Regions from separate parts of the Oncorhynchus mykiss genome. Here region 1 is linked to region 2. A link is a contact called in public Hi-C data. All regions are on one chromosome and are shown on one strand. Each heading gives the region's core, a stretch centred on a gene start, on an enhancer-like site or on the middle of the called end of the contact. The rest is flanking DNA. Distances are from core to core; before and after follow the strand shown.

Region 1 (2,984 bases), core at 383-2,882, 94 kb after region 2:
CCCAACTCACACCCTGACCATTCTAAAACAAAGACAAAACAAAGGAACTAAGGTCAGAACGTGACAACAATCATATTTGGTAAATCTTTGCATCACAAGTTAGGGTACAGTCAGTGATGCATATCAGTGTTTTATATACAGTATATGCAGTGAACAGGGTTTAGAGATATAGGCTATGCATTTTAGTTCTAAAGCTCATCACATAAAATTGAATTGAGTTTACATGCACTGCATCACGGAAACTATGTAGTCCACAATCCTATGAGGATAACATGTCCAATGCCATAATCATGGCACAGGAACAGTTAGGCCTAGACCACATTAGCCTACAGGAAGATAATACATCTTAGTACATGTATTAATGCTTCAATGTTGCTTTCCCCCCAGCATATCCTTGCTTTTTCTTGCATGATTTTGAACAGGAATTGTGCCTACTTTATAAAAGTGCCTAATTATATGCGGTCATTGGACATGGAAAAAAAAAATAGACTATTATTTTTTTTCTTTTAAAAGTATACACCAGTTGCATGTGACGAATACAATTTGATTTTGATTTGAATGGTGTCAGGTGATCGACGACTTTCCCCTTTCCTTTTACAGTGTTTTTTTAAAAAAATATCGTTATTCTTATAATTATTTTTTTGTTTTTTAGAATAGTCTGTATATATGCAAGAAGTACACAAATAGACAATGATAACATATGCTAGAGGGTACAACAAATTACAGATTATACAAAGACCTTAAAAGAAACAACCATATTGATTGTTTTAACAGCTTTCCTATTAGAATAATGTAGAATGGTCTTAATGTACTGCTCGAATTCCTTATAGAAAACACGGAAGTGTTTTTTATTAGTGAATTTACATTCATGAATATGACATTTTGCCATTAGCACAATTAGATTGAGGTAAAATTGTTTTTCTTTATCTTTATTATAGTAAAGGAAACCGAGCAGCACATTCTCCCATAACAAAAGTCATCAAGCATATTAACAATTATAAAACTATGAATATCTTTCCATAATTGTTTTACATGTAGACAATGCCAAAATAAATGCAAAACTGTTTCTGGATGCTCAACACAAAAAGTACAATCAATGTTAATGTCTTTTTTTGAGTTTCTTCAGGTAACGATTCGCAGGGTAATACTTATGGATCATTCTGAAAGAGACCTCTTTGACCTTGTTAACAAGCAAATATTTGTGTGGTAATAACCCAACTTTTTTCCAACATATATTAGTGACCAATGTACTCCAGCAACTTGTGACATAAGGAATGGATACAATGTCCCTTTGAAATAAAGCACATATAGATCTGTTCTTCTGAGGGAGCAAAGAGAAACATATTTTCCCTATTGGAGAGTCAACTGGATTAAGCGAGGGTAGGTCAAGAAGAAGAGGTCTGGCTACACCTCTAAACAACATGAGAGTTCCAGATGGAATAGCATCAAAGACTATGGCGAACTCTGTAGGTGTAGCCGGGATATTGTAAGGATATTTTTTAAAATTACTCATAATTGAGTAACAAGCCTGCATTAAAAAGTTGACTCACACGCAGGATATGATTATTGATTATTATTTTGAGACAATGCATATCCATATACGCTAGATGTCTCCCTCCTCCATGCATCGGAGCCTCACAACAAGTAGTTTAGCTAGACGTGCACTACTACCGCACTGAAGAGTTTGTGTGTTCGCGAAGTGCTCGTGGTGAGGCAGTTGCCATTTTGAAACCCAAATCGTTCACAGTACACCCGCCCTGAAACCTGGAACTATGCCGCGGGGCCGGCCTCGCAAACTGAGGGATAAAACCAACGACGGAACAGGTAATCAGTCCAAAATATCACGAATAAAAAAAGGCAGCAACCATGCTGTTTACACAAGTTCGTAATGAATGGACAAGCTGCTGCGTAGCTGAGATAAACTCACTTGAGTATAGTGTATATAGTCCCCGGATATAGTATTCCGGGTGTCCATGGCTTTGTACTGTAAAGTAGTGATTGAGGCGGAATGATATTAATAACATTTCGGTGGCTCTACTTATCCAGATTCAGTCTAATTTACACTTCAGTGAGGCAGTAGTTCCCGTAGAGTCAGTTCAAATATAGAGAATTTGGCTAAGTAACGTTAGTTCGGTGTGTTTTTCTGACTCGTGTGTTAGCATGTTGGTGCTAGGCAGTTGGGTAACAGGCTAGCCTTTGTTTTTATTTTTTGTGTGCGAGGAGACCACTAGCTAGATGTCACTCGGCTAGCCAAACCATCAAGAAAGTGGAGTGTTTCACCATCCGGTCTCAGTTCGCTGCAGCTCGATTGCCACATCAGCGAGTTATAATTATTACTGTTAACCCTAGTTAACTAACATTAGTTTAGCTAGTTAGCATCCAACTCAGGATGAGTGATCAGACGAGAATGGGTTTTATGCATGTGGCTAAATTAAAGTTAGTTGCCATCCTATTGCTAACTAGCGCGTTGCCAGCGAGATACAGCTGTAAAAAAAAAAAAAAAAAACCGAAGAATATCCCTATGCCAGAATTAAGTCAACTGGTAGTTAGCTAGCTGGTTTCGTAAGAGTAGTAACGTTAGTTAGACGAGCTAGCTATAGTATCAGATATTTTTTCCACGTTTAGTTTTATGACAGCCTACTAACTCGTCCAAGGAACTAGCTAGCGTAAAGTATGTTCTACCAGCTAGGCCATGAGGTGTGTAAGCATTACTACTAGAACACTAGCGTTTCTATTGGTCAGATTCAGGTAGGTCCATCCCTATTTGCTGATCCGGTCCAATAGAAATGCTAGTTTTTGTTCAAATGTTGTGATGATTACACCCCAGGAATATTCAGTGGGTTTGTTTAGTGCATTTGGTCACCAATCTTTTCTGAGTCGAAATGCAAGGCGAGATCTACCACTCTACCACTGAACATGACTTAAAAAAGCAAGCCTATGCAACATTAGCCTATTAAAAACAGTACTGTAGCAATGAGGTTTGT
Region 2 (3,302 bases), core at 770-3,269:
CATTTGGGGGCCAGGGCGCTGCTGTTGATGCGATGGGCAACGGTCTGGTGCATCCACAGCACCTCCAGGTAGTGGGTGGAGTGGGAGCAGTAGGAGCACTTATGACTGGGCAGGCCCTTCTGCTGAAGAGCTGAGGAGGCCGGGCCCCTGTGGCCCTCGGCTCTCACACACAAGTCCAGAGGAGCAACACGGTGAGAGTCAGTGGGTGAACTGCTCTCGGCGGTGCATTTGTCTCTCGACGGTCGGGCAGAGAGGTAAGGGTGGGGGGCAGAGGATTGAGCAAGCCCGTGGAGGAGAGCCCTCTTCAGCTTTGGGAAGCTACTGGGGGTGCCTCTCTCAGAGCTGGAGCTGGGGTCGGGAATAGGTCGGCCGTCACTGGTGTGCTGGAGACGTAGATGGGACAGGAAGGCAGAGGACTCTGTGCTGACAAAGTCACACAGGCTGCAGACATAAGGCTTCTCATCTGTGGAAGGCAAAACAGAACAGAGATGGTTTGGTCACTTCTCTGAAACATTCAACAAGTGGTGGGAAAAGCACTCAATTGTCATACCTGAGTAAAAGTAAAGATACTTGAGTCATTTTCTATAAATAAGGTAAAAGTGAAAGTCACCCAGAAAAATATTACTTGAGTAAAAGTCAAAGTATCTTGTGGAAAAAGTAGTACATTTTGAGTAAAAAGTAAATGCATCAAATTCTTTATATTTTATTAAGCAAACCAGATGGCACAAAGACATTTTATTTGCATTTTCTTACGGACAGCCAGGGGCAACACATTACAAAAAGTAGCTAATAGAGCCATGACTACAACAAACTCTCTTTCACATCAGGTAGCTCAAGTTAGCAATAAAATCCCATTTTTAAAAACATATAAAACAACACCTTGTGGCACAAAGAGACACACCGTTGTACATTGTAAATGTGTGATGGTGGAGCAGTGTACATTTGTATAGCGCACAATGTCCCGTGTGATGTGTTGTTACATTAATGATGTAGACAATGTTTTTTGTTGCCATCTGTTGTGTTATTCCTGTTTGGACGCCAGGAAGAGGACAGGCTGCCCGGCCAGCAGCTAATGTTGATCCTAATGAATCCAGCGGTTGTGTTTAGTGAGTCCGTCCAGATCAGAGGTAGTAGGGATGACAAAAGGTTATATTGATAGGTGCGTGAATTGGACCATATCGCTCCCCCCGCCTGAGCACTCAAAATGTGACGAGTACTTTTGGATGTCAGGGAAAATGTACGGTATGAGTAGAGAGTACATATTTTCTTTAGGAATGTAGTGGAGCAAAAGGAAAAGTTGTCAACAACAAAAACAAGTAGTAAAGTAAAGTACAGATACCTCCCCCCGAAAAAATGAATAAAGCGAAGCCAGAACCCGAGAGCCTGCCTCAGCGATTGCACCAATTAGATGCTAGGAACAATCACGCCTTCCTTATTTGGCGGTCTATTTAAGCTGACCAGTTCTACTCACATATCCTGCTACCACTTGCTGCTACTGCTAGTATGCTTTTGCTTCTTTTGCTCCCACCACCACCCCAGCCGCCACCTGTTAGGTTCTGTTTTTCCTGCTGGGGGGGTTATAGCTTACAGCGCTCACTGCTTACAGGTCATTTTATATGTTGACGCTTTGCTTGGGCAGTGAGCTACACTGAAGGAGCAGAGTCTATATCGGCAAGACTTGCGTTATCCATTCTTACATAAATTGTGAAAAGCAAAACGTTGAGCGGCGGGGGTAGCCTAGTGGTTAGAGCGTTGGACTAGTAACTGGAAGGTTGCAAGTTCAAATCCCAAAGGTACAAATCTGTCGTTCTGCCCCTGAACAGGCGGTTAACCCACTGTTCCTAGGCCGTCATTGAAAATAACAATTTGTTCTTAACTGACTTGCCTAGTTAAAAAAAGTTCAAATCTGCCTAGAGATTTGCTTGAAATAGTAACTGACAAGTTGAATTGAGTCATGTTCCATGAAAAAGGGGGTGTTGTGCTTCCTCATGACCAATTGGTGGCAGTGTTGGCCTAAATACCAAACAGTAAGAATATATGTAGAAAATCTGAATTGATACCTCACATCCCCTCTCCTTGCCTCGTTCTCAAAACCAATTGGAGCACGAGGTCAGACAGCTGATGAAACTGTTTGCACAACTGAAGAATTTCTGCTCGTCATCCATACCAGGGTCTTGACCTGACTGCAGTTCAGCATTGCAACCTACTTCAGTCAGCAAATGCTCACCTTCGATGGCCCGGTCACGCTGCATGAGGCAAAATGGTGGTCACACCAGATACTGACTGGTTTTCTGATCCACGCTCCTACTTTTTAAAGTTATGTGATCAACAGATGCATATCTGTATTCTCAGTCATGTAAAATACATAGATTAGGGTTTATTTCAATTGACTGATTTCCTTATCTGAACTGTAAGTGAAATCGTTGAAATTGTTGCATGTTGCGTTTAAATTTTAGTTCAGTGTATATTTCTACTGGTTTGAAGAGTGCAGTAGTCAATGTTCACCACACGGTGGCATATATACACCGAGTCCCCTCCTGAACACACATAAACAGAACCCCACAATCTGTCACACACAAACATGAATACAAAAACACTCACACACCCACACTACTCCAGAGCATTGATCCCCCACCTCTCACTCTCTCTCCATCATACAGGAAGAAACACAAACACACACAAATGTTCAGTAATACTTCCTGAGGCCCCTTAAGGCGGCAATCAGCAGTTGAAACAATAACAACGCGTGCTCCTCGCCCCTGGAGATGGGACTGGAGATATGTAACCACTCTCAAATTCATAGACAGAGCAATGGATGCAAGGACTGACCATCCAGGACATCAAAATGATAGTTTTAACCATGTTTTGGCGCTATAGTGTGCATTTAAGTTTATTTTCTTTACAAACATTAGAGTCAAGCAAGCTTCTATTCTGGGTTATGCTGGGGTACCGGAGTTGAACTAAGCTCATGGGGCATTTATAAGTTATATCCTTCAAGAATCAAAATGGGCACACATCCTTCAAATATCATTACAAAAATGGATGTAGCAACTCCAGATTGCCCCCTTTAATTAAGAAGGATGTGTCCACACACTCAGTGCCTTCTGATGTACAAGACCTCCCTTGCCCACCGAAACAAATGGACGCACACACACACACACACACACACACACACTTCGTAATTAGAACATGCCATTGCCATCTGCTTTTCATTTGGCTTCCCTATTGTCCACATACTGCAGTGGCTAACACCCAGCCAGGGTTGAGCTGGAGGCTAATCCCTGTGTGTGTATGTGTGTGTT

The links. A called contact is a pair of places that touch in the nucleus more often than the background predicts.
Region 1: a Hi-C map of blood shows a contact between it and region 2, with 5 times the contacts expected there. The contact joins the promoter of LOC110518348 here to the enhancer-like site in region 2. A contact is called at or near these places in 2 of 3 Hi-C or Micro-C datasets (blood and liver).

Annotation. Positions count from the first base shown.
Region 1 is chr3:31,471,652-31,474,635 of USDA_OmykA_1.1, forward strand. LOC110518348 (zinc finger protein 236) reads left to right here and starts at 1,633. Exons shown (of 32, transcript XM_036973840.1): 1 at 1,633-1,824. The coding sequence starts at 1,773.
Region 2 is chr3:31,376,777-31,380,078 of USDA_OmykA_1.1, forward strand. LOC110518297 (zinc finger protein 516) reads right to left here. Exons shown (of 5, transcript XM_036973837.1): 3 at 1-463. Among protein-coding and RNA genes, the nearest start is that of LOC110518297, 40 kb to the right of the region's middle. Within about 2 kb of position 2,020, at least 7 of the 11 cell types and tissues checked have an H3K27ac peak or open chromatin away from gene starts, as enhancers often do. A contact at or near this core is called in liver, where this site is marked.